Linked DNA regions of Mus musculus: regions 2, 3 and 4 are each linked to region 1. A link is a contact called in public Hi-C and promoter capture Hi-C data. All regions are on one chromosome and are shown on one strand. The core of a region is the stretch at or near the end of the contact, and the rest is flanking DNA. Distances in the headings are between cores, read along the strand shown. Region 1 holds the start of 4930522O17Rik (RIKEN cDNA 4930522O17 gene). Region 2 holds the start of Nipsnap3b (nipsnap homolog 3B). Region 3 overlaps Slc44a1 (solute carrier family 44, member 1). Region 4 overlaps Abca1 (ATP-binding cassette, sub-family A (ABC1), member 1).

Region 1 (6,768 bases), core at 1,358-3,857:
AAATGTTGTCAACAAAGTCAGTTTGTAGGTTTTTGATATGTTAACTCTGGTTGGACCTTTAGAATCTTCCATAAGTTAGCTAAGTCATGGAGAAACAGATACCAACTGTGGGGTTAGCATGCTCTTTCTGGTGTTTGTTTTACAAGCACGAGGACTTGAGTTCAGCCCCCACCCTGACCCTTTTTTAAAAGTCAGATATGGTAGTGTGCTTATATCGTCAGCCCTGGGGACAAGAGACAGCAGATTCCTGGGGCTCATTGTCCAACTAGCCTAACCTCCTTAGCTAGTATCAAGTCAGTGGTGATCTAACAACTTTTGTTTATCCCCTCCTGTTACCCTGGTGTTGTTAGTCTTACAGTGTTTTAGTAGGCTCTTAACAATGTTGGAATGTAATTTTATTTGGCTTCAGGGAAGTGGATCTAAGCACTCACTTGTATTCTGCTGTGTTTATGTTGAACCAGTGACTGTAAGTCCCAGAGGAGCTTGAGCTGTAGGTTGACTTCGTTTCCATGAAACTAACACTGGAATTACTCTTATTTTAAAGTAAAGAACCGACTCAACTGTTGGCACTTTAGAACTTTTTAAATATAAGGTCTTTTCCAAATGACTTTACGGTGTGCTGCAGCAGTACTTTTGAGAATTTGTGGGTTAGTCAAAGTATGGACTTTGGGCCATACTTCCTATTTTAGTGCTGGAGCGTAGCTCAAGGGTACAATTCTTGCCTAGAATGTGCACAGTCCTGGGTTTGGTTCCCAGCATTAAAATGTAAAACAAGCTGGGTGCTGGAGAGATGGCTCAGTGGTTAAGGACTCTTGTTGCTTCTTCAGAGGACTCATGTTTGGTTTCCAGCACCCATTCTAGTAACTCTAGTAGTTAACAGCCTTTAACTGCAACTCCAGAGGATCCAATGCCCTCTTGCAGCCTTCACAGTTACACACACACACACACACACACACACACACACACACACACACACCAGTGAACACCTACACACACATTTTAAAACAAAAACCAAAGCAAACGAACGCCTTCCTATTCCGTTTTATTTTTCCACATGAATGCCTTTAAGCAGAATTATGAAGGATGTTTCTTTAGTTCCTCAGTTAACCCATTCACTCCTCAGTGTATGAGAACTGAGGTAAGGTGCTCACTGGCTGTGTTTGACCTCTTTCCAGACCACACCATTTTGGGTCTAATGAATTCCATCTGACAACGGGCTGAAGGTCAAAGCCTTGCGGGATCTTGGTGAAAAGCCCAAATGAGGGCTAAGTTACAGCTTACCTGGTATAGCCTGCAAGCCTTTTCCTTTCCTTTGGGAACTGTGATTTCTCTCCTTGGTCTTAGATTTCAAGTTGCTCCACAGTTCATTATTAGAAAATGAATTATTCAGCTGTTTCCTTTTCAAGACATCTTTAGCTGTCAGGGTATCAAGGAAATGGGAATAAGTCAGTCACATTTTATAATTTTATTCACTGAGATTTATCAAGATGCAATGAGTTTCCACAGTCTCTATGGCAAAATACAAAATGAAATATTTTTTTCTTGTGGCAAAGTATATACATGATATCAAATTAAAATTAAGTCTTTTTTGACAAGAAAAAAATATATACAACCTTGTGGAGTCCCATCCCATCTCCGGGTCTTGATTCCCTCAGCTATAAAATGATATTTTGGGACTAGTTTCTAAGGTTTCATATGCATTTTCCTAAAGAAGCTTTATTAATATATAATTAGCACACCATATAATTCACCTGCTTAAAGTATATAATTCAATGGCCTCTAGCATATTCCATATTTTGAGTTGGAATAAACACATATAACAAAGTTTGTTATTTTAACCACTTTAAGTGTATCAACCCATGGAATTAATCTTGTTCACAATGTCTCAAAGTCATTGCCAGCGTTTCCAGCATTTATCATTATCCTCATGTAGACATTCTGAACTGTGTAGGTGTGAAACCCTGGAACTAGTCTGCTTGAGAAAAAGCACATCAAAGGCTCTCAAGCCGCACAGAAAAGGGACTAATTTTAATTCCCACTCAGTGACATTAGGCCTCTTGTGAGCAGTTACTCATTTATACACACACTGAACATTGTTCTCAGTCCTGCTCCGGGTACACTAATGGCTCTAAAGAAAGTCTGAGCCAAGAGGAGGGAATAAAACGTGTTTTTTTTTTTGGATCTTGTGATTATGAGCCATCAGTTTTTCTTAGTTCTATCAGCCGACTTCGCTTAATTTTTAAACTAAGCTAACTGCCTCTCAAAACTGTTGAGCTTCGGTTGGTAGAGAGCCAGGGTTTCAGAGGCTGTAAGCACATGATCTTTCCAGGAACTAGCTAAAAACTGTGATGGACACTCTTCATAGTCAGCCCTTAGATCCATCCAGACAAGACCTGTGGCCCAGGAACTGGCAGATACGGACTCGCTCATCGAAAAGACTCCATTCAGCATTATCTTTTACACACACTGGAGTACTTCTCAGAATTGGCTTGGTATCTCGTGAGATCTGAGAAAAATAAAACTAGATAGGTTACAGCTGTGGGTATGAACCACAGGAGTGGGACTGGCAGTTCATGGAGCTGCCGACCTTTCTTCCGGATTCTTCTTAAGTCCTTCCAGGGCACTGCTTCCGGACCACGAGAGCCTCTATATCGAATAGAAGACCCAAGAGTGAGGTTCAACAGCCCTAACATAAGATGCGCTGCTCTCTGAGTACAGTTTCTTCCACAGTGTCAGTCAGACAAAGGCTGTATCTCTGTGTGTTGGGGTTGGGGAGGGAACTAAAAAAGACATGCAATAACGTTCCTCCCGGTAATGAAACTCTGGGACATTCTGGGCAGTACTTGTGAACACGCGTATCTCCACACAACACAAAACCTGGTCTTAATCAGTCTTACTCTCACAGATCTGGATTCAAGTTGGGCTCCCATGGTTTAATGGTGTTTGACAGTTTACTACATTCCACTGAATGTTAGACATTATTGCTATCTTCTAAAAATAGCAGTGGCCACAATTTTTGCAAAGTGAACCAAAAGATCTGGGCTCACTCCCAGCTCCGCCTCTCCATATCTGTATGACTTTGGCACTTAACCTATCACGGGCCTTGGCTTCCTAATCAGGGATGGTTTAAATGCTTTGGAAAAAAACTTAAGATTCTTTTATTTTTTCCATTTCATCTTTTCTTCCCCTTCCCCCTCCCTTTCTCCTCTGAGTGGCTGGGCACCCCCTTTGGGTGCCCTCCCCCAACCCCTAGGCACTTCAGGTCTCTGCCAGGCTAGGTGCTTCCTCTTCCACTGAGACCAGACAAGGCAGCCCAGCTAGAAGAACATATCCCATAGACAAGCAACGGGTTTGGGGGATAGCCATGCCACCACCAGTTGTTCAGGACCCACGTGAAGGTCAAGCTGCACATCTGCTACATGTGAGCTTGGAGTCCTAGGTCTGCCTGTGCACGTTCTTAAGATTTCCCCTCTCTTCTAATCAAAGGTTTCTTGTGAGATTATTCTCATGGCCTGGCAGTTGCTTAAGAAAAGACAAAAGGCAGCCTGGGTTAGGAGGCAATGTATAGCACCAGGCATTCAGCTTCTAAGTTCTGAAATGCTATTCTTGCAAGCCTATATGCAAGCCTACATTACTATTTGGCAACTTTTTGGTTAGGTTTGCCTAATAAAATTAAAAATGGCTGTCTATCTCTTCTTTTTGCTACCAAGGGATGATCTGAGGCACAGTGGAATACATTTATTAAGGCAATTTTATCTTGCTGAAATAAAATGGCCTTTAGCAGATGGAAGGTCATATTTACTTTTCTGAGCAAGAGAATTGTGAGGAAACCCTGTAACGGCAAGGTTAAATCACATCATTTGTCTATCAAAGCTGAAATCTCTGTGGGTATTTGAAGGGGTGGGGTGAGGGCTAATTTTGTATCTGCTTGGGAGAGCAGAGAAGTAGCCTGTAAAACATTAGTTCTTTTGTTTCTGTACACAAATATTCAGAATGTGTGTCTTGCTTCTCTAGACATGTCATGATTTTTAACCCTTATAACATGGATACAGTTCTTGTACCACTCTGTGTGGGTATTTATCTATTTATCTATGTATATTATATGTGCACTGGTGTACTACATGTATATCCATGTAAGGGTATTGGATCATCTGAAATTAGAGTTAGAGACAGTTGTGAGCTGTCATGTGGGGCTGGGAATTGAACCTGAGTCCTCTGGAAGAGCAGCCAGTGTTCTTTACCACTGAGCCATTTCTTCAGCCCCCTGTGTGGGTTTCTTAACCATTTGGAAAACATGAAATGCAAAGGACAGAGGAATGGGAGGAGGAATGACTGCAAGTCTTCCAGAGTCTGAACAGGAAGAACCAATTACAGAAGCCTTGCCAAAGGAACGAGGAGTTCAAGTTGAACTAGTACTTAGGTCAAAACAGGGGGAAGAACACAGGTAGGTGAAAAAGAAATACAGAGAAGAGAGAGATAAAATCAGAAAGTGAGGAGAGATGGATAGATGATAGATAGATAGATAGATAGATAGATAGATGATAGATAGATAGATAGATAGATAGATAGATGATAGATAAATTGAGAGATGATAGATTGGTAGATGATAGATTAATAGATAATAGTAGGTAGGTAGATTGATTAATACATGATAGATGATAATGATAGATAGATAAGCAATTGATAGATAATAGATGATAGACAGAGAGAATGATGATAGATACATGATAGACTATAGACAAATGATATATTTGTGGGAAGCCACATGTGCCGTTGCAGAGTGGCACTGACTACTGCTGGCCACCAGGCCTAAGTTTGGACAAACAACCAATGTGTACATATGCAGTAAAGTTTTTTGCAAAGACACTGCCTGGCCCGGGCATGATAATGAGGCTTTGAGAGTATAACCAATCAGATGTGAGACATGCAAATGAGGTATGATAATGAGGCTCTGTGAGGTATAGAGAGAGAATAGCCAATCAGATGAGGAACATGCAAATGAGGCTTAGTGCATAACCAATGCGGGTGTGAGACACGCCTCTCCTAGGCCTATATAAGCAGCACCAGTTCTGGGCTCGGGGTCTCTTCACCTCTGCAATCAAGCTCTCCCAATAAACGTGTGCAGAAGGATCCTGTTGCAGCGTCGTTACTGCTGGCCAGTCTGGTGCGCGCAAGAATATTGATAAATTAATGATAGATATGATACATATGTACATATACATGCATATTAGATAATATCTATGATGAGGTCCAAATTTCTATGAATACAAATGAGATGTAATTTTTCCAACTCATTTTCCATAGCACACCCTTCTGTTACTCTTTACCTATTTTCTGGCCCACACTTCTCCCTAGTGTTCTAACCCTAGATACCCAACAGCTACTGGGTCCTCCCACAGGCCCTTAATGCTCAGCACATCTGAAATGTGCCTCAAATGTTTTCCCTCCCTCCCCCCCAAACTGCTCTTCATCATATATTACTTATTCAGCCAACCATGCTGGTACTGGAGCTACAAAGTCTGTGGCCATATTCTGCAGCTCCTTCACCCCCCACCCTTCATTTATCCACTCAGAAACACTGATTTAACATTCACTGTACCACCGTAAGATACTGTGCCATCAAGAAAGACAAAGATACTGGAACATGGCCTCGAATATACATAGCTCAGTTCAGACAACGAAGCAAACCAGCAGCCACAAAGAACCCAGAAAGGAGCCCTCTGTGTCTGTCTCGCCCCTGGGTCTGGGATGCTCTTGTCCTCTCCAGTCCTTTGGTTCAGACTCTTGCTGCTCTGGGCACATGCTATTTTCTGGTGGAATACCTCCATATTCTATTCTATTCCCCTTGTCTCTACAGCAATTGTTTTAAATATAGGATTGGACTACCACATAGCACCTCCTTGCATATCTTCTTCTGCTGTTGTCTACAGCTGGTTTGGTCATCAGAGCTTTTGTGGCCTTGAGAACATGATGTTCCAGCTTAGAAATGTCATCTCTAAGTAGTGAGTTACTATTTGTAACACAAAAAGGCAGTTTAATGGCCATTCTTCCATGAGGCCCTTTTCAAACATTTAGGCAGGAGTTGAAACCCCTAAAGTATATTTTTAATGTCTGTTCGTATCATCTATATGTGTGTGTCACATAACATGCATGCTCGCACACATGCATGCAAGTGTATGTTATGTTTTGCTTAGTTGTCTCTTTTACCTGTTTGTTGTTTGTAAGGCTACTTCTCAGGCCTGTAGGGAGCACACCTTATTGATACTCTAGTCCCTAGCACATAGAGATGGAAGAACATGATGCTGGTATGTGGGGTAATGGTAGACAGCATCACAGAGATGAAGGGGAAGAAGAGGAGGAGGAGGAAAGGGAGGAGGAAGATAGTTGGCGTAGCCAAACTTGTTTGATGGCCCATTCTTGTGAGACCTCATCAATTCCTTGAGACCATCATCAATCTTCTGAGAGCTGTACTCCAGTGCTCTCACTGTCACCCCCTACCCCCGGGGATCCATTTCTTAAAAGTTTCACCACCATAGTGCTGCCACTGGGATCAGTTTTCTGACATGTGACCCTCAGGAGGTCACACTCAGACTGTAGCAGTTGTCATTGTTTCCCCTTGGTGATTTCATCTACAGATGTGACAAATCATTCCATTTTATTTCCTAATCTATGTAGGGTGTGGATGTGCCAGAGTTACTTACCGACCTTGTTAATTGACATTTAAATTTTGTTCTATCTTTTAAAATTATCAACAGTGTGCCTGAGGAA
Region 2 (6,768 bases), core at 1,269-3,768, 230 kb after region 1:
TATGCTATTAGTCAGAGACCACACTAGATTCTAGGCCCCTAAACTATAGAACCTACCCCCAGGGTCACATGTACTTTGCAAAGGAGTTTCTATATAGTCAAACCTGGAATTGGTGACTATTGTCTGGAAACCTGGAATGGAAATGGCTGTACTTTCCCCCAAACTGTACTGTGTTAAATATGCTTACAAGGAACTGCCTGGCATTAGAATCCCCAGGGTCTAATCCAGGTCGACAATGTCAATCTGAACCAAGTTCTTATTCTCATTTCTTTGCAGGTTCACTGTTATGCCTGGACATCTGCAGGAGTCTCCTCAGTTTGAAAAGAAAGATGCAATTCAAAGTAGGGCATTTAATGCACCCAAGTGTATCAGGTTGATGGAAATATCCTTTAACAGCCATATGCTTTGTATGAAAATCTTCATGTTGTAGTTTAATAACTGCTAGAAAGCACCCTACCACTGATGACCCTGTGTATGGTTACACACATACATACACACACACACACACACACACACACACACACACACACACACACACACGGCATTCTTGTTTATAGCACCTTCCTAACTGGGTTGAGTTAGCATGGATCCACTTTCTGAAAGTGATTAAATGAGAAGAATATTCAAAACCACTTTGGAAAGTAAAGCTATGACAAAATTAGTGCTTACCTTGTTCATCTGTAGGACTAATGAAAGCAAAATGCCTTAACTCTATTTTTGTCTAGAAGACATAATAATATATGATTTTTTTCCTGTGTACAGGGTTAATATAATCACCCAAGTATCTCATTTCATTCACAATTATTATGAGTTATGTTTCTATTGTCTCAAATAACTAAGCTTCCTATAAAACACACTGCAGGTGTTCCTGGGTGTGGCAGGAATGCTTTTTTTTTGTTTATAATCACACTCTAAATAACTGCTTCATACTTGTAGTTTAAAATATATAATAAAAGCTGGAGAGTTGGCTCAGTGGTTGACTGCACTTGTTGCTCTTGCAGAACCCAGGTTCCACTTCCAGTACCCATTCAGGCTCTCAATGGTTTGTAACTCCAGTCCCAGAGAAGCCATTGTCTTCTGACCTCCTCAAACACCAGGCATGTACACGGTGCACAAACACAGAAAAATAATCTAAACTTGTAAAAACTTACCAGATCAAAAAGGAAACATGGCAGACTTATAACAATCTTTTAGAATGATTCGAGGAATTTGTATTGATAGAACAGAAATAAATTATTGATCAAAGATACTTTTACTATAATCTTTCACACAGAAAATATGCATTAAAGAAATCTGTATTGAAAGGTGTTTGTTAAGGGGTGAGGTAATTTTCTGTTGCAGGGCTGGGACAAACAGTGCCAGGGTAGAAATCTGCTTGCTCCTATCTCCAAATTAGAGCTTTTTGTCAACCATACTAGGAAGACAGAGAGGACAGCGGCCATATGAATACTATGCTCTTTAGTGTTCGACACAAAGTCTGTCTCTAGACAGCTCTTAATGCTCTTCCTAAACAAAGTAAGTCAAGAACTTCGGTGTTCAAGTCACAAATAGCCCTGGGTCAACAGCTGAGGCTGGTAGGTGTCCTCCTTTTTATGAAAGTCCCATCTCAGGCACAACCAGTTTCAGCAGGCTCCAAAGCCATGCTCCCCTTAAGATCTCCAGACCCTGAGTTGCAGGGCGGGATGCTCCCAGGTTTACCCTGAACTCCATAAAGCCTGGCTTTTGAACCAGGCAGGAACTGTAAACCCTCAATGAGTGGCAGTCACGATGGTGATGACTGCAAGAACACAATGCTCAGGGCTTCGGGGACACCCGGTGTCAAGGAAAGGTCTCTGTCCATTGTCCAGGGAGGCAACCTGACAAGTGGGTTCACCCTGGACTCACGAAATATTGGGTACCGATTGAACCGGGCATTGGCTGGACCGACCAGGGGTCTACTCACGCTCCAGACCCCACCCACTTCACAGTGTTGCTGGTTCCTGCCCCACAAACCCACCTACCTCCGAAGGACAACTCTCACTGCAGACCCCGCCCACCTCCCGGCACTGCCCCTTAGAGCAAGGCCCCGCCCACCCCCGGCCTCCACTAGGCAGGCTCCGCCCAGTTCCCAGAATACGGCCCGTTCTCCGCACTGCAGACCCGCCCACCTCGCAGCGTCGTCATCACGCGCACCACGAACCCCGCCCACCTCCCAAGGCTGCTCGTGCCCGACACACGCCCCGCCCACCTCCCTAGGCTAAGCTCGCTCTCCCCACAGACCGCACCCACCTCCCTGATCCCCGTTTCTACACCACCTAAGGACAGTTCCACCTCCCTGCGCGGGATTCTCGCACGCCCCCGCGGCCCCTACCTGAGGCGTCAGAACCCGCGGGGCCAGCGCTGTCCTTAGGCCGCTTCGGAGCGCGAGCATGGTGCGGTCCTGAGCGCGCAGGAAGACCGCCGCCGGGCGCTCGGATACGCGCTCTCCTCGCTTCCTGGTGCGCGGGCCAACTTCGATTGGGTCCCTGCTGGACTGGGCGTGGCTCGGCGGCGTGGCTCCGCCCTTCCCCGCAGGCGCAAGAGGCTCAGAGGGTGCGGACACAAAGCAGTCCGCGGTTCTGTTCCCCATCCCGGGGCATTACCTCTTCTGTATGGTTCTAACACTCCAGAATGTAGGGCGTGGCGTGGATGCTTCTTGGGGTGGGGTGAACTTGTAGCAACCATCAGCGAGCCTTCTCCTGTATCACAGAGTATTCTGCATCCCCATTGCAACTCCAAACCCCATCCCCAGCATGGCCTGGGAGTCTCCGAACAAAGATGGGATAATTTTCCTGGAACCCAGAAGAGTGGGTCCGAGGGCCTGAGAGTCACAGGTGAAGATTGAAATAATTTTGTGTGATGCGAAAGCTGACCTCTGACGGCCTCTGATTTTTGGCCCTCAGAAAAACTTCAATTACAATTTATATTTTTCTAGCGCGTGTTTGTGTTCTCTGTGAAGCATATTCTAGGTTTCATGACTTTCCAACTAAGATTTAGAAACCATTTTTAAATACACTGCTTTCATTGGGTCCACTGTTCACAAACATTAAATAGCTAAATAATCGCAATGATTTCCCTGAAAATCGCCTCTTGGCCAATTTACTAATGTACACTAAGCTATATTATTTACTGGTCATCAGAGATTAAAACCGTTTTAGCGTCATAAACTTGGAAATCCTGTTAGCCTTTAAACTCCTAACGATTTTATGCTTAGCAAATACACATAGCTCTAAAAACAAGTTACACTGAACAAATATCATCAAACTATAGAGGTAAGTTATTGAAAAACAGGCGTGCTTCTTTAGGTATTAAATGGCAATTTAAGGTGTACGTAAGACATTCCAAGCGGTGGTGAACATGAAAGGGATTTTTGATGTATTTGCAACAACTTAACTAGAATATGACATCTATGCCTTTTATTAACTAAATCGTCACAAGTCCTGATAGTATTGTCCTTTGTTCCGTCCTTTTATGAACAATGAAGGTAAGATACAGCTTTTAGCATCCAAGTAGCCAGAAGCTTTGGGTGCAGTCAGTAGACTGCTTTGGAGTATGCACACACCTCTGGTCTACAGGGTAAGGTCTCAGAGAAACCTGGGACCAACGGCTAACAGGGCTGTCTTAACATTAAAAACACACACTGGCCTGGCTCCTTAGCACTTCTCATCCCAAATCCTTTAAACCACCCCAGCCCCGAGCTTCACTGCCCTCCCCCCACCTCCCCTTTCCTATAGAACCTCAGCTATCTTGGCTAGATGCTATCTTGTTTGGTTCTCCTCTTGGCTTCTCTCTTTGTCCCCTTGCCTTCTCTCTCCCGCCCCCTCATTTCTTCCCCCCTGTCTCTTCTCCCCTCTCATGGCCCCGTCTATTCTGCCGGCAATGCTCAGCCTGGACCCTTCCGGATGCCTTGGGCTGTTCTCTCCCTCAGACCCACAATAAAAACTTTCTCCTTAACCATACCAGGAGTGGTCATGTTCTCGTTTCCATTTCAAAGAGAACATATCTATTGAATTGCTGACATTATGTTATGAGCACATAATGCTCTAGAGTGCATATCCATTGAATTGCTGACTTCTAAGTCACGTGCACATTAATCTTAACTAAACACTATCAAAACAGGTTATAAATTTATACTTTTCATATACCCTTGGGTAAGGCTTTTCCGACCATGTTATTTTTCATTTAGTCTGGCTTTTGTGAAAATATATTTGTTCACCTCAAAAAACAAATAGGTGCCCGGTGCAGGATCGTTGACTTATGATGCTGGCAAAACAGTGTCCTCGGTGGCATTCTTGTTTGATTTTGTCCAAAGGTTAGACTTGTGCAACTGTGCAGACAGAAGTAGTAGAAAGGGACAAACATGCCAGCTGAACATGGCAAACATGGCAAACATGGCAAACATGGCTTGGGCAGGCCTTGCCCTTCTCATTTATTCCCTCTGCCTTGCTAAAAACCATTAGAGTGCATTCCTAAAGCTAGCTACTTCCTCCTCCTGTGGATGACATCCAAGGTCCAGCTATCAAAGTACTGAAGCCCAGCAATCAAAGGCCCCCTTTGGCTCACCTAAATAACATGTCAAAATTAAACACCCCATCCAAACATGGGAGGGAGGGTGTCCCTTTGTTTCTTTATAAACTGCCATTTTCCTATGTGCCACATCGGTGTCCTCACTATCCAGAGACAATCCTTTGTCCCTGGGATAAAATATCCCTCCCCTACTCCCCTGTCCCTTTCTCCCTACTCCTTCATCCCTATTTTCTGCCTTTGTCTCTTATTCCCTGCCTTTTTGCTCTCTATGGCAAACAAATCTTTGTGTCGAGGACTTGGTCTTAGGGTGTCTTGTGCCGATACTGGTCCCGGGAGGGTGGATCTTCGCCTAGCCCAGCCTGGAGGAGGCCAGTGCATGGAGGACTCTGGATGCTTCCCTTCTGGATTCATACTCTTTGGAGAAGTTTCTCCTTTCAGAACTATATTCTAAGGCCACTAGATGGTGACATAGGTTAACTTTTTATTTCTCTAGGCATTATCTCCAATTCCCTCCCACCCCACCCCTACACACACAATTGAGAATTGAACCCAGTGTTTCAATGAAAGCCAGACAATGTACTAACAACTGAGTTGTATTTCCAGCTCTTAATTTTTATTTTTTTTTGAGTTCTTATAAGTTAAACTACAAGTATTTAGAGTGGAGTCAATTCTCTCTCTCTCTCTCTCTCTCTCTCTCTCTCTCTCTCTCTCTCTCTCTGTGATGCTTAATTTCAGTAAAGCTAAATTACTATCACAACATTTATGAGTCACTTTATTGTATTTAAAAGGAGCTTCTGATAGAGGTAAACTTGATTTTCATTCAATGTCCCTTTAACTAGTTTATGAACTCCTTTGATGATCTTGTAGTAAAGACAAAAATCAATTTTCATTAATAGTGTCCTGCTTATATCACGAAAGTATCTTTTGTGTGTTGAATATTAAATAAAATGCTGTGTAGAAGGAAAAGGACTAAGGCTCTCTTCTTGAACTGCCAAGAGTTGTTCATATTTCTATATCCTTTTTGCTGACAGCTTTTTTAGTATTAGTGCTAGGAAAGATTTATGAGTATCTTAAGTATTTAATGAAAGCAGAAGTTTTTCATTTCTATTGAAATATTTTGTTCCCAAAACATAAAAAAATGTATACTTACTATGTATTTTTGTATGTTTAAAATACCCCTTTGGGTCTCTTCGGAATTTGGATTAAAAGTGTACTTTAGTACCAGTGACATTTTAAGACCTGAAGACCATGAATACAGTAATTTCCTAGAGGCTGTTATTTACTCTTTCACTCTGTTTCCTTCGTGTGGACTTTTAGAGAAATTTTCTGGACCCTTTGTAATTTCTGGTTATCATTATTAAATATAATAGCTCGTCTTTTTTTAAAAGTCTATTTTAGATTTACTCATCTTTCCCTGATTGCTCTTAAAATACCTTCAGAATGGAGCCATTATAGCTTATTTTTAATATTGAAGGGTGGAGCATTAATGTAAGGCGCCTATTGCATCTTTCCCATTTCTCAGAAGCTTCAGGATTCTGCCTAGGATTTCTTGATACATTCTGAGTTCAAACATTGCTGTGTCTTCCATGAAGGTAGACACGGTTTATGGGAAATCAGAACTTTTAAGGTTAAAATTGGTGTTGGAAAACATTCCTACTTGTAGTTTCCGTGTAGCTCTGTAGTGCTACTGGGGAGGCTCTCCAATATGGCTGGGAGTGCTACAGTGCAGCTCTGTGAGTGCTCCTGGCCGTAGCCTCCAGAGTCCAGACCACCTTCCTCACATGTCAAGCCACCAAGACATTCAACAAAGTATTCTCCAGAGATATTAAGCAAGTTAGTGGCACAGCCATATCTAATGGGACCAGTGAACATCATAAAGCCAGATTCTAAGCTTTCCCACAAAATTCCTGAACATACTACCCCTTCCTGCTTTTAGGGAGAAATCCTTATCTGGCCCTACTTGAAAGTCTTCCTTGTACCATGGAGGTTGTGACTCAAATATAGATGCCAGAGATCTCCTTTTGAGGCTCTGGCTCCAAGATGCCCTTGGAACATTTGCCCATGTACTTACTCAGGAACAAGGTAAATAGAACAAGGCAAACGTAAAAAGGTAAATAAGATTTGGTGGGCTAGGGCAGTTGGCAGCAGATCAGGTTAAAAGCCTACTATGCTCAGGAAATGGCAGTACATATAAGACTGGGGACCGCATATGGTATGCAGCTT
Region 3 (6,768 bases), core at 2,242-4,741, 210 kb before region 1:
GACATTGTCTGAGTGGGAGGTGGCAGGAAGGTAGAAAGGTGGTATCCAGTGTAAAAAGTGATATGAAACACTGGACTCCTGGATTCTGTGGTTCCATGGCTAGGGATCATTAAGCAGGTACTGTACCCAGTAAGCAAGAGACTTAGGGACCATGACATGAGCAGTTGAGCTCTTGGTAGTGACAAGACAGAGATCTGTGATTCGGTCAAATGGATAAAAGCAGCAAAGGCAACCAGAGTAGTTAACAATAACAAATTTTCCCTTTTCTCTTTTTTAAATTTAAATTTTTTTTTTTTTTTGAGGCAAGGTATCCCGCACCCCTTCCTCTCCAACCTGGTCCCTCCTGCATACACACACCAGAACGATGTTGACTGTCTATGATAAGAAAGAGATTCAGCTCAGGGACAAAAGGTCCCGCCTCCCTCCACTGTATCCCCTTTAACGGCATTCAGGAATGGTTACGTGTACTGAGATAGTCTATGGATGTTTTCATTTCCAAACACATACATACATACACACATACAACTCTGGCCCACTTGTAGGCTGACGGCTGCTTCCCACTGTATCTGGCTAATGGCGTCAACAGAATCAGGGCCAGCAACAAAGCTCTAGCAGCCATGGGGACTGGCCCTCTAAAACAGTGGTTCTCAACCTTCCTAATGCTGTGACCCTTTATACAGTTCCTCATGACCACAATCATAAAATTATTTCATAGAAGGTAGACCTGGTGGTGCACACCTTTAGATGCTGAACTCGAGGCCAGCCTGGTCTACAGTGTGAGCTCCAGAACAGACAGGGCTACACAGAGAAACCCTGTCTCAAAACACCAAAACAAATAAAAATGATTCCACTGCTACTTCGTAACTGTAATTTTCCTAGTTATGGATCATAATGTAAATATCTGACATGTAGCATATGATATGTGACTCCCCAAGAGGTCAAGGCCCATGGGTTCATAACCACTGCTCTAAAACCATGAGCTCTCAACCATACCCCCCTCGCCCCGCTTTAATTCTTCCTTCAAAGATATTTTGGTCAATGAAGTACACTGAACTCAAGCTGGAAACCCCAAATCACCCAAGTAAGAAACAATGAAGGTAGGGTCATGCCTTCACCCCAACACACAGAAGCACTGTGAACTCAAGGCCAGAGTGAGGAAGAGAGGGCTGGCGAGAGTTCACGTGGTTAAGAACACTCACCATGGAAGCCCGACAACTCCTGAAGGTGGTTCTCTGCCCTCACACGTTTAAAAGTGAAAACTGAGGGCTGGAGAGATGGCTCAGTGGTTAAGAGCACTGACTGCTCTTCCAGAGGACCTGGGCTCAATTCCCAGCAACCACATATCATTTGTAACTCCAGTCCCAGGGGATCAAGCACCTTTTTCTGTGTTCACTGGTTAGCAAGCATGCATGTGGCACACGGACATACTGCATGGCTAAATATCTATACATATAAAATTAAAATAATAAAATTTAAAAACAGAAAAAAAAAAGTTTTTGTCTGACATGGTGGCACAGGCCTTTAATCCCAGCACTTGGGAGGCAGAGGCAGATGGATCTCTGAGTTCAAAGCCAGTCTAGTCTACAGAGCCCAGGATGGCCAAGGATATACAAAGAGAACCCTGTCTCAAAAAAAACAGCAGAACAAAATAAGAAAACTAACAGGAAAGAGGAATGGAGAGGAAAAGGAGAGAAGAACTTAAGTGGTGGCACGTTTAATGTGCTCAGACTTTAAAAATCCCTGTATTAGGGGAGGGAAGCTGTTACCTGACCCAACAAACAAATTTCTTCTTTTAAAGATTTTTTTTTTTTACGATTTTATGTATACATGTGTTTTGCTTGCGTGTATGCCTGTGTACCATATGTATACGTACAGTGCCCTTGGAGGAAAGGTCATTGGATCTCCAGGAGCTGGAGTTACATACAGATGGTATCAGCTGCATTCCATGTGCATTCTCCATAAGACTAACCAGTGCCCTTAACCACTGAGCCATCACTCCAGCCCCTCCAACAATTTCCTCATTGCTTTACCACACCCATCTTTGTTGTCACTCAGGATCAAGGAATTGAAAAGCAACATCTCAACCAGGCTTTTCAAAGTGAACTCTGCAGGACATAAATCCTTAAGGAGAAGATTCAGGATGGATGATGTAAATAGAAAGGTATTTACAAGATAGATAAGACCAGTGCAGGCCAGGGAAGCAAATTCCCTCCTGGACATGGGGGAGAGGGGGGGGGGGGGGAGGTGAGGGGGTGGGAATGACCTTTCAGCATGTTTGCAAGTACTCTGACTCCTCAAGGTGGGCAAAGAGAAGGAAGGCAGAGGTGGTACTGAGTTCTCACCTTTTCTGTTGGCAAATGCCTCTGCAGAGGAGCACTGCACAAGCCTCCCAAAGCCCCCAGGCTTCAGGAGCGCAGGCTTTAGGCAGTGATCAGGGTACTCTCGCAGAAGTAATTTGTATCTTTAAGTGAGACAGACAGACTATGAGCAACCCTACCCGGCAAGAGCTAACACAAAGTAGCAGCACCGAGAAGGCTCTGTTGCCGCTTAGCAACACAAGAGAAACAATTGTCTCCACTTGTCCCTGTTTTACTCGCTCAAATTAAACTGTATTTTACAAAGGTTTAAAGTCCCACCAAACTGGAATCCCACTCACTTTTAAAATGAAGTGCCTTCTTAAGCTATCGTTTCCAAAACTTCCTAACAAAATCGTATTGATCACTGTCAACTGTCTCAAAACACAAACAAACCAATAAGGTATAACACACACACACACACACACACACACACAGAGGATAGAAAGAACCAGTGAGTTCTGGGGGAAAGATAAAATCACAGTCATATTAACAAACCTACTTCCATGATAAACTTTCTTAGACCTAAGTTCTCAGAGGGAAACACAGGCAGGCCAGGGGGCAATGCAGTCACTGGCTCTCAAGCTTCATAAAAAGCACTCACACTGACACTGCTCCAAGTTTTTATACATTACCCAACATATGCTTTTAAAAAGTTAATATGTAACATAATTTAAATGTATGGGGGGGTGCCCAGCACCTGACTGGAGCCCAGAAGACAATCTACAGGTGTTCCTTCTCTCCTCACACCATGTGTGTCAGGACATTGTTCCCAGGGTCCCTTTACCTGCTCTCAGTGCCCTCTCCCCACATTTTCACTTAATCTCTGAACTCACTTAACAAGAATGATGTATCTAAGGTCCAGCCATCCCACCGCCTAACATAGCAATTCTTGATAAAAAGTAAGGGGAAGATAAAGGAACAGGAAATGCCCTCAGAACTGACTTGGTTTTATACTACTGGGTGGTACTGGGATAGCTACCCAACATTTCTTGAGCCTGTTCCATCTATAAATTGCAGCTAACTCAGGTACCCACCTTAGGTCTGAGAATAGGAAATGTGTAACCCGGGCCCTCTAATCATCTGAATACCTGGTCCCCACAGGGTGGTGCTATTCTGAAAGGCTGTGGAGCCTGCTTGGCAGACTGGTTATTGAGGGTGAGTCACTAAGGGTGGATCGTTGATGGCTATAGAGCGCCTTGCTTCCAGATTTCAATCTCTGCTTCTGGACCCATCACTGTATAACCAAGCTATTGCATTGTTTGTGGCAAAAGGGAGTTGCCCCAGACTCTGTGCCTTCCCCCAGCATGATCTCTGTCTCCCAACACAAACCTTTCCTCTCCAAGTCACTGACTGCACTAAGAGTGCCTTCCCCTGCCCCCTGGCAATCACCCATACTTGAAGCTCCTCCCTGCTCATGAAGTAAAGCTCGTTGCAAAACCATCAGTTAACTAGATGCACTAGCCGGAGGCACCAAGAACAGCATCACTTCTACTGAACCCAAACAAAATTCAATTGTCCTTCCTCTCCCCACTTACCAGCCCCATCAGTTCCCAAGCTATCAATCACAACTGCCTCATGCCAGTGCACAGGAGTTCTGAATGCCGATCGAAACATGTCCTATCCCTCTGCATTACCCTTCAAGTCCACATTCAGGCAGGAAATTTTTTCTCCAACTCCACAAGGTCTCTTCGGTTTCCTCTGCAGCCTCTGCCTTGCATCTCTCCCCCATAAGCTCAAATACACAGTTGGCAGGTCTTTGTGAATACCTTGTGGCTGCCCATTTCCCATCCATTCACACACGAGCCCCCTCCCTGGTCATCTCTGACCATACTGACATGCAGTAAGTCACGGCTCTCTCAGCGCTGGCCCACACATCCTCTCCACTACTGATCTTTCTTCCTTCTCCCTTCTCTACATCTCATTCTGCCTCAATCCAGGCCAGGTGAAAAGTCATGTTCAGGAAGCCAACTGTTCACCTGCGAAGTACCAACCTACCTAGTACTATTACCTATTTTACTCTTAGCACTCATCCCCGGTATTATTGGAATATTATTGGATCCATTGTTCATATTCGAAAGTCTCAAACCAGAGCCTGCCTTTTTAATGGGAGCATGGGTGACTGGAGGCTTTTCAGTTTACATTACTATGGAAACTCCTGAATTGTTTTTTTGTTGTTATTTTTTTTTTAATCATTTGTATAGTTTGATATAAGCCCAAGAAGTTGTTTCCATTTACTCCTGGTGAAACCAAGGTACCAATGACCTAAGAAGTCGGCCCAAATGAGTGACCTGGTCTTGGGACTGAAACCCAAGCCTGTCGGCTGGCAGCTCCCACGCTCCTTCCGGTACTTAATGGTGCTCAATCCCCTGGTCCCCACAGCCTCTCAGAGGAGGGATGAAAACCTTGGAAGCAGGCCAGCCGCCACTTACCCACTAAGGGAGGATTTAGCGGGCAGTGGCCAAGTCCGATATACCAAATAGCAAATGGATTTTATATTTTAAAAAGGAAGAAAAGTTTGTTATCAGAAATATAATAGTTAAACCTGAACTCCTTGGCTGTTATAAATAACACAACAGGACCCACATGATAGCTCAGCAGATGAAGGCACCTGCCACCAAGCCTGACACCCTGACTTCAATCTGAGGAGCCCACCATGGTATGGAGGACTGACTGCCACAGCTTGTCTCTGACCTCCACGTGCCTACACTCACCCACAATAAAGAAATAAGCAACTGATGCCAGCGCTGTAGCAACCCTGCACACCACATGACCACTCTGGATTACTAGGGGGGTTCAACGACTTTCTGAAACGGCGTTTAGTGCAGGTTGTCAAGCAGTACCCCAAGGGGGTTACTCCAATTTATTCAGCAAATCAATAAAGTCTATTTGAGTCAAAACCACAGAGGCAATTAATAGTATTCTGTTAACTCATATCAAGGTCACTGGCATAAAGGGGTGCCCCTCCTTCAGCCTGAGTAATAACGAAATTGAACATTTTTACACATTAGCTGCTTACTTCCATTTCCAAAATGCTACTTATTACAGAGCTTTATTTGTCGTGCAGAAAGACCACTTTCTATAGTAGGGATATTCTAAATAATATGACTCTTCATTCTCACTGGTCTTATAAGGAAAAAAAAAAAAAAAACGAACCTGAAATTAAGCAGGTAAATAAAAAACTAACAGGCACTCTACTATCTGGCTCTAATATTACTTTCTGCTCAAAACCACAGCTCTAAAGTTTATCACGGAGAAGTAGGAAGAAACAGAAGGAAAATTAAAAGTTTTAGGAGTGTTAAAAAAAAAAGACTCCCAGCCAGGCGTGGTGGCACATGCCTTTAATCCCAGCACTCGGGAGGCAGAGGCAGGCGGATTTCTGAGTTCGAGGCCAGCCTGGTCTACAAAGTGAGTTCCAGGACAGCCAGGGCTATACAGAGAAACCCTGTCTCAAAAAACAAACAAACAAAAAAAAGACTCCCAATCAGACAGAGCTAAAGGGCGCCAGCAAATGTAAGAAATCTGAGGAGTAGAAATGGAAGAGTGAGAGGGCTGGAAAGGAAAGGGCTCTTCCAACAGTCAGGGCCTCTGAGACTCTCTGAGGAGCCGTAATTAACTATGTAACCATACTCGAACCTTCGTTACTGAAGCTACCCTCCTGTCAGCCAGAGACGGGCAGCAGGCACGGTGAGGGAGAAACGGGCTTCAGCAGCGGCTACAGCCCTGGCTGCTGAAGGTGAGGGGCACTTTGTGTGTGACTCAGAACTGAGGACTGCAAAAGGTTTCTAATGGAATGACACAGAAGTTTCAGGAAACACTATGTTAGTGTTTTCACAGACAGAAAAAAACCAGCAGAGCTACTAGCCCTCACCCCACTATGGCTCCTGTTCCTTACCCAGCCGTGCCTCCACCACTGGGCCCTCCCACTTGCAGCTGTCTGTCCTACTGTGTGTGTGACTTTGCCCCTACCTGACTTAAAGGCAAATTCTGGTTAGTCCACCAGGTATGTCCAACCTTCTGACATTGCAACATGTTGCCATTTACAAAGTTCACACTGCACAATTATCAAACACACATTAAAAAAATTTCATGTTTCTGTAAGTTTATGATTTTGTGTTGTGCTCCACTCATAGTTATCTTGGGGCATGTGGGCTGCAGACTGGACCAACCACTGGGTCTTTGTTTTCACCCTGCTCGATACTATACAGGGATGAGAACTATAACCTTCCCTAATTCTCACCCAAGAAAAGCCAGTAGAGATTGTTAGAAAAGTCCATCTGGACAGGCAGTGGTGCACACCTTTAATCCCAGCACTTGGGAGGCAGAGGCAGGCAGATTTCTGAGTTCGAGGTCAGCCTGGTCTACACAGTGAGTTCCAGAACAGCCAGGGTTATACAGAGAAACCCTGTCTCGA
Region 4 (6,768 bases), core at 2,135-4,634, 140 kb after region 1:
GCCAGAGACTGACGTTCTGAATTCTTGGCCAGTGCTCTTTTCTATTTCATGCCACTGGAGTGAAGCCTTTTTTCGATGTACTCGGAGAGCTTATTGTTTAATGGGAGTTGGTACTTGGAGAGCTTATTGTTTAATGGGAGTCGGAATGAAAGCCTTTAGCAGTCACTGCATTTAGTAAAGCAAAGGGTGGGATTTCAAACATACGTTTACATATTTTTCTCAGTGTTTGGAGGAACTGGACTTTATAGTTCTGAAATCCCAGGTTTTGTTCTGAAACCAAGAAGAGACCATGTCTATTTAAACACCTCGATATGCTCACAGGACTCCCCTGTGATTCTTGGAAGTGTGGTCCCAGGCAGGCAACATCAGCACCACCTGGGAGCTTGTTAGACATGCAGCTGCTGCAGCCAGAGCTGGCAGAAGCAGATGCTCTGAGACTGCTGTCCAGCCGGCTAGCTGAGGCAACCCATCAAGCGATTCTGGTTCACAGAAATGTTAGCGAGCCATTGCCTGCTGATCTGGGAGATTAGCCCCTGTGGCTTGTGGAAATAAGGCACTCAGTATTTTCAGTGCTAGCTACGTGAGGCGGCACTGAGGAGTCAGGAGCAGCAGGGCTCATGTCACAAACCTCAGGTAGGATGGATGAGATCATTTAAAAGGGTTGGTTTTTCAATTGGCAACAAGGAAAGACCATGTGTGTAACAACACCACTGTGCTGTTGGACTGTGGGAGCCCACACTGAGTGTGGCTCAACATGTCATCAGAAAGCAATCTTTTCATGTCTCTGCCAGCGAGACGGAGCTCCTGAAACTCACTTCTCGGTGTATGTAAGCCAGAAGCCTGTGGTCACCCATCCGTTTAAAATGAAGCAATCAATATTCTATTCTCCACCTTCCCCATAGCGGTTGAGTCTTTTTTTTTTTTTTTGAGTTATTAACTGTAAACAAACACAATTTTCCAATAGATTTGAAGCTCCAGGATTTTCTGGTGGACAATGAAACATTCTCTGGATTCCTGCAGCACAATTTGTCCCTTCCAAGATCTACTGTGGACAGCCTGCTGCAGGCGAATGTTGGTCTCCAGAAGGTAAGCTACTACCTTCAGCTAAATCAGTGGGGCCTCACTATTACCCTGTTGGGGGCCCTGGAAAGAAAGAAAGAAAAACCCTGGCCTTTGAAAAAGCTGTGAAGGAAATGGTCAGGCTTCAGAAGTTTAGTTTCATCTCATTTGACTCGTGACTCTGGTTGTCACAGACGAACCCTACAGTGAGTGGGGTGTGTCACCCAGCATCAGGGCCAGTATGCTGAAAGGAAGTTGATTTCTGTGTCTGTCCTTTGGCATTGTAATGACTCCCCCCTAAAGGGGTTATATTTTCTGTTAAGGTGAATTAAGAAGCTTTTTTTTTTTTTAAATGTTGTTCTGAAATAAGAGCCAGAGACGTAGATTCTTAAACTGGAATCTATCACAAAAGATTAAATGAAGCACTTACTGCTTTTTAAAGACAGGGAAGCTGCATAAAGAGACTTCTGATCAACTTTTAAGTGTATGTAATATTAGTGTTTACATAGGCTTTGCATCTTAGGGTCCTAGAGAACTTCTTCGCCATCATTTATTTTTGTACCACTCCTGGGCAGAGTGCATGGCTATATGTTGTTCCCCCGAAAGCTTTTTCTTCACTTTATTCTCTGGCAGAAAGGAGAATTGACCCCATGTACAGCCTTTCGGCTCTATACTGGCTTGACTTTACAGTAAGCAGAAGTCATGGGCGGGGCTGATGATTGAAGAGGGCTTTGCTTCACATGGCTGAAAATTTTCCAAGTTAGAAAAAAGAAAATGTGCTTACTGCATGCTCTTATGAAACTGGGAAAATATGTCTTGTGTTTACCAATTGTGTGGCTGGGAGGTGGGCCAGAGGCAGCAGACTTTCGAAATCATTTCATTTAGCATAATTTCCATTGCCCCCTGCCAATTTCATATCTGTTGCATGCCATCAGTTTAAACTAAGAGGCATCCAGGGAAGGTCTTTGCATGGTAATTTGAGTTTCAGTGTCTTAGGGGTTCTTCACCACAGCATGGTGACAAGGACTTATGGCAGGAGCAAGCTTGGAGTGTACTTGAGTATCTGGCAGTCAGTGACAGGCGAGTGGACGACATGGTGGCGCAGATTCCCTTCACTGTTTGCGAAACTGCATGGGAGTTGAGAGGCTTTGGTTTCGCCCCTTGCGATGCTCTACAGGTTTCTGTGACCAGAATGGACTGCGTTCAGTTAAGCTGATAGAGGGGTTGGTAATATTGTAATAAGCCATCCATTCAACAAATACTGTTCTAGGGTTATAGACACAGGTACGAGCCTTGTAAACCAAGGCAGCCCCATATTATTGCAGAGGTCTCTCTCTGCTGGACAGTGAGACTCAGGTATGAAAAAGCACTACTTATTTAAACCTAGGAAGGGTAGCTAGGTAGGAGCGTATGGCCAAAGAGAGTTTCCTGGGGTTTGCTATGAAGAACAGGTGAGGATGACGTAGAAGTACTTTACAGTTGAGTTGATAGAGGCCCACTTTTCCGTATTCTTCTTGGGGGCAAGTAAAACAAAACACTCACAATTGTGATGTTCCTTAAACATAGCTTTATGCATTTGTCAAGTATCTAAACCTACAGATTCACGGTATAATTGTTTCCATGAGGCAGCCTAATTTCAGCGTCCAATATCAATACATTTCTGGAAGAGTTAGCATAACCTTCCTCTCATAGTTCCAGGGGTTTAGACTCTGGGTTTCCATTAGCTGAGTCATGTGTTCCAGTCGCGTTGAGAAAAAGACTTGCCTTAAGGATTTCCCGGTGCTATTGGGACAAGAGAGTGGGATGCATTGAGTCAGCATGCAGTGTTGGAACATGGCTGACTGTGTCCGATTCATCCCAAGGTTCTTTCCTCCATGGGTGACTGCAGTAGTGCTTTGCTTCAGCTCTTCCAAGATGTACTGAGGTTACACTCCCCCCAAAGTGTCTGGGAGCCAGCCTTCCATCCTGATAATTTTTTCACAGCTCTGTTTACATCCAACCCTTCCAGGTATTTTTGCAAGGCTACCAATTACATTTGGCCAGTCTGTGTAACGGATCAAAATTAGAAGAAATTATTCAGCTTGGTGATGCGGAAGTTTCTGCCCTCTGTGGTCTACCGAGGAAGAAGCTCGATGCAGCCGAGAGAGTACTGCGCTACAACATGGACATCCTGAAGCCAGTTGTGGTGAGTGCTGAAGGTTTGAGAATGAGAAATCTTTTCCTGGACTGCACATCTTGTTTTTGTAGAAACTTGGGCCTGGCTGGAACTTGGTGATATAATTTAGCCCAGTCATACTCTGGGTGTTCTTTCAAATTTCAGTCCATTTCCCAAGGGTGACTTGGAGAAGAATGTTCTGGGTGTGGCAGAGTCCAGGCTCAAGGTCTCTGGTGCTGGTTTCAACCAGAAAAGATCCATCTTTCATGTTTTTTTAAAAAAATATATTTCTGAGGAAGAGTCCATTTGAAGAAAGACCGCCCTCCCCCCGGCCAGGTTTAAGAAAATGTCTTGAAATGATTAATGGGGAAATGGCTACTTATTAGTGTTTTTAAAACCAGTAGAAGAGGGAGATTGTGTTAGATAATAAAACATTGGGATTGGGTAAGACCACATAAAAATAATTAGCTCAAACAATGACAAAAATGTATTAGAAAGACATACAAAACAAACCATAACCGAGGAATGCAAGTGAGCCCTCGTGTATTGATTATCAGGGTTGGTTATAGAAATTCTGCAATAGAGATCTGTGAGTTTTCTGAGATCTTTGTCAAAATGACTCCAGTAGCATCTGCAGTAGCCAGCACTCTGCTTTTCTGTGTACCAGGGAGAGCTGTTGTGTCAGTAGGTTCTCTGAAGACATGTGTTCTTCATTATACCAAGATGATGCTGTAATCATGTCAAACTCTGTGAAGCTGGCTTTCAGTAAGGGAACCATACATTCCTATGCGGTCCTAAGACGGTCAGTTTCCATCAGCATTCCAAGCCTAGATCATGTGGGTTTTAGAAACATCTCAGAGTAGACTCTCTGAACTGACCCGGGAGAAGTTCTTATACATGTTTCAACTCTGCAGCTGTTGTGGGAAGAATAGGGGGTGGCCAAATGACAAGCTTCTTCTAGGTGCTTTTGTGGAGTGCACACATGCCAATTTTTGTGCCCAGCCTAATGTTTTCTCACTCCTAAAGTAATTCATTATGTTTCAGGTTTTTAAAGCTACCAAGTGCTTGCTTTGGTGGCCTGTGAGTCCATTGGTTATTGCCTTTATCACTGTAGTTTCAAGTGAGATGTATTTCTTTATTGGAGATGTTTGTAGTGCTCTGAGCAATAGCACTGCATAGTTAGATAAGTGTACTGCTGCCAATCTCTGCGCTTGACGTTTTGTGAGACACAAAGGGTCAAGGTCCTTACAAATGTCGTGAAAGGTGTGATATGAAATTGTGTTTGGGGACTGCTTTGCCCACTTATCACTATAAGATACAGAGGTAAACACTTAGCCTTCAAGTTTAGGAAATATGAGTTATTTAAGAAGAGACAGTAATTGATTCTGGTGCCCATTTATTTGATTTCATTCCCGTTTAATCATTGAACACCTGTAGTGTTTACAGCCCAATAAATCCTTTCTCCTGCAGAGTATCTGAACTGCTTTCTTTTTCCTTTTTTCTTTTTTCTTTTTGGTTTTTTGAGACAGGGTTTCTCTGTATAGCCCTGGCTGTCCTGGAACTCACTTTGTAGACCAGGCTGGCCTCGAACTCAGAAATCTGCCTGCCTCTGCCTCCCGAGTGCTGGGATTAAAGGTGTGCGCCACCACTGCCTGGCAGAGTACCACCATGGCCCTCATCATCTGTCTGTTAACAGCTCAGATTTCGACTTGAAAATCTTCCCCTTTGGGAGGGTTTCCAACACCAAGGAACTATACCTTTAAACCAGTCAGCCATGTGACATCCCGTCCTGTTGTGGCCTTGTAGATTAGTAGGTTCAATTTAGATGGCTTCAGTGTACCCCCTGCATGTCTCCTGGGTGTAGAGAGTGGAATTCTGCTTCTGCCCCTTCGCTTCTGCTGGGAACCGTCGCTCATAAAGTCAGAACATGGGGGCTCTTGAAGACGATAGTGAGTGATCAGGATTGTGCTATGTGAAAATGTTTTGGAAGCTGCCTCTGGGATGGGATGTCTTTCAAACATTCTGTGATGTTACTTACTGAATTAAGCAGTGCTTTAATTGGAATACTGGGACTGGTGCTTGGTTTATAATAAGCACACTTTTTCTCTTGCTACTCTGATGAAATTTTAATTTGTCACGGTCAGTGTGTGTGTGTGTGTGTGTGTGTGTGTGTGTGTATGTGACTTGTGCTGAATCGTGCTGATGGACAGTTAATTGTGCCAAGAACTTTGAGGACAACAGCCAGATGCGTGACCCAATTAGCATGGGAGAAGACTGTTCTGTTAATGTGCCATTTCTGTAACAAAAAGGGCTCATCATAAGAGACATGTTTTGAAATATTTTCCACTTGTATTGTTATTATTTTAGGTGTGGGTATTTCCCCATTTTTCAGCCAAAAATATTGTGACTTTCTCCTGGTTCTCCTCTAGGTGGTTAGGGTAATAGCGTCTGGATAACATGGGGCAGTGTGGCAGAGTTAGAAGACCATGATTTGAGGTCAATGAGATCTGGGTTCAAACATTGGCTCAGCTTTTTATAGATGTCATTGACTTAGGAAAACAAAATCTTAGATTCTACAAGCCTCCATTTCCTTTTATTTTATATAGAGATAATATAGTTTATCATTTATTATGATTATTTGTTTTTAATATCTCTATGTAGATATATCAAGAGGCCGGTGCATACTAGATGCTCAACAAGTAGAAGCTGATAGTTTAATTGACATAAATAATAAAAATTGCATGTTAAAAACAGTTGCTGGTAAGGCAGATGTTTCATTTTGTAGTTCAGTGTTAAGAAGCAGAAGCAGAATAAACAAAGCAATCCTGGAGAATATATTCAGTGCATAATGATATTTTTTTTTGTCTAGATCTGGACATAAACCCCAAACAAAACTCACCAACTACACACCAACCTCCAGACTAACTCACTTGCTGAACAGTGCTGTACGTCAGAATTGTTCTAGGAACCCTACTTAGTTGAGGTTCTCAAAAAGGTGTTTTTCCAGTTAGTACAAGGGTAGATTGATTGATGGAACCCTGTCTGTCTCTAGGATAAATATAACGGAGGTCATGGACATGCTGGTAATCCTGAATATTCACTGTGTATTGTTAAGACCGGGATGTAAAGGAAAAATAAAAGGTGGAGGCAGTACATTTAAGGACTTCTTTCCAGGTTCTGGGGTGAAGTGATACTTGCCCTAGATAGATTGGGGCTCTGGTCCCGTCTCACTGTCGTCTCAGTAGTGTGGGAATGGTGTCTGAATCTTGAGGTTGGAAGGAAGGACCACAGATTTGTCTCATGTCAGCAACACCTTGGATATAGCTCGCATGACTACGCTTATTAGGTCATCTTGACCTCTAAGAATACCATCTGCCTAAAAGGGAGAATCCTGTCTCTATGGAATGAAGAACTCTCTTCAAATGTCTTGTGTTTCATGCTATGTGTTCCTACCACGGCAGAATTTGGTTCTTATATTAGGGGGCCTGTGGTTTCTGGAAGACCAGAAACCTCACAGCTGGGCTGTCTGCCCTCCAAGGCGCAAATGAGTAATG

Evidence for each region. Promoter capture Hi-C pulls out the DNA fragments that hold promoters and counts their contacts. Hi-C and Micro-C count contacts between places; a contact is called where the count stands out from the background. Capture Hi-C pulls out chosen DNA fragments and counts their contacts.
Region 2: a promoter capture Hi-C map of adipose tissue shows a contact between it and region 1. The contact joins the promoter of Nipsnap3b here to the promoter of 4930522O17Rik in region 1. A contact is called at or near these places in 1 of 39 promoter capture datasets (hematopoietic stem and progenitor cells), 1 of 484 Hi-C or Micro-C datasets (the N1E-115 cell line) and 1 of 9 other capture datasets (adipose tissue).
Region 3: a contact with region 1 is called in a Hi-C map of adipose-derived mesenchymal stem cells, with 2.1 times the contacts expected there. The contact joins the enhancer-like site here to the promoter of 4930522O17Rik in region 1. A contact is called at or near these places in 4 of 39 promoter capture datasets (the 3T3-L1 cell line, hematopoietic stem and progenitor cells, hippocampal neurons and 1 more), 3 of 484 Hi-C or Micro-C datasets (the G1E-ER4 cell line, Th1 cells and adipose-derived mesenchymal stem cells) and 1 of 115 datasets of contacts at active chromatin or transcription factors (bone marrow-derived macrophages).
Region 4: a promoter capture Hi-C map of liver shows a contact between it and region 1, with 4 times the contacts expected there. The contact joins the enhancer-like site here to the promoter of 4930522O17Rik in region 1. A contact is called at or near these places in 7 of 39 promoter capture datasets (the 3T3-L1 cell line, 3T3-L1-derived adipocytes, the C10 cell line and 3 more), 12 of 484 Hi-C or Micro-C datasets (the C2C12 cell line, the G1E-ER4 cell line, the HL-1 cell line and 7 more) and 1 of 9 other capture datasets (adipose tissue).

The regions. Positions count from the first base shown.
Region 1 is chr4:53,242,035-53,248,802 of GRCm38.p6, reverse strand. 4930522O17Rik (RIKEN cDNA 4930522O17 gene) reads right to left here and starts at 2,607. Exons shown (of 3, transcript NR_040665.1): 1 at 2,394-2,607; 2 at 1,282-1,416.
Region 2 is chr4:53,007,630-53,014,397 of GRCm38.p6, reverse strand. It overlaps Nipsnap3b (nipsnap homolog 3B), which reads right to left and starts at 2,518. Exons shown (of 6, transcript NM_025623.3): 1 at 2,351-2,518. The coding sequence starts at 2,410.
Region 3 is chr4:53,448,919-53,455,686 of GRCm38.p6, reverse strand. All of the region lies in intron 1 of Slc44a1 (solute carrier family 44, member 1), which reads right to left. Among named protein-coding and RNA genes, the nearest start is that of Slc44a1, 12 kb to the right of the region's middle. Within about 2 kb of position 3,491, at least 85 of the 459 cell types and tissues checked have an H3K27ac peak or open chromatin away from gene starts, as enhancers often do. A contact at or near this core is called in the G1E-ER4 cell line and adipose-derived mesenchymal stem cells, where this site is marked.
Region 4 is chr4:53,103,482-53,110,249 of GRCm38.p6, reverse strand. It overlaps Abca1 (ATP-binding cassette, sub-family A (ABC1), member 1), which reads left to right. Exons shown (of 50, transcript NM_013454.3): 6 at 965-1,086; 7 at 3,068-3,244. Among named protein-coding and RNA genes, the nearest start is that of Abca1, 53 kb to the left of the region's middle. Within about 2 kb of position 3,384, at least 28 of the 459 cell types and tissues checked have an H3K27ac peak or open chromatin away from gene starts, as enhancers often do. A contact at or near this core is called in adipose tissue, where this site is marked.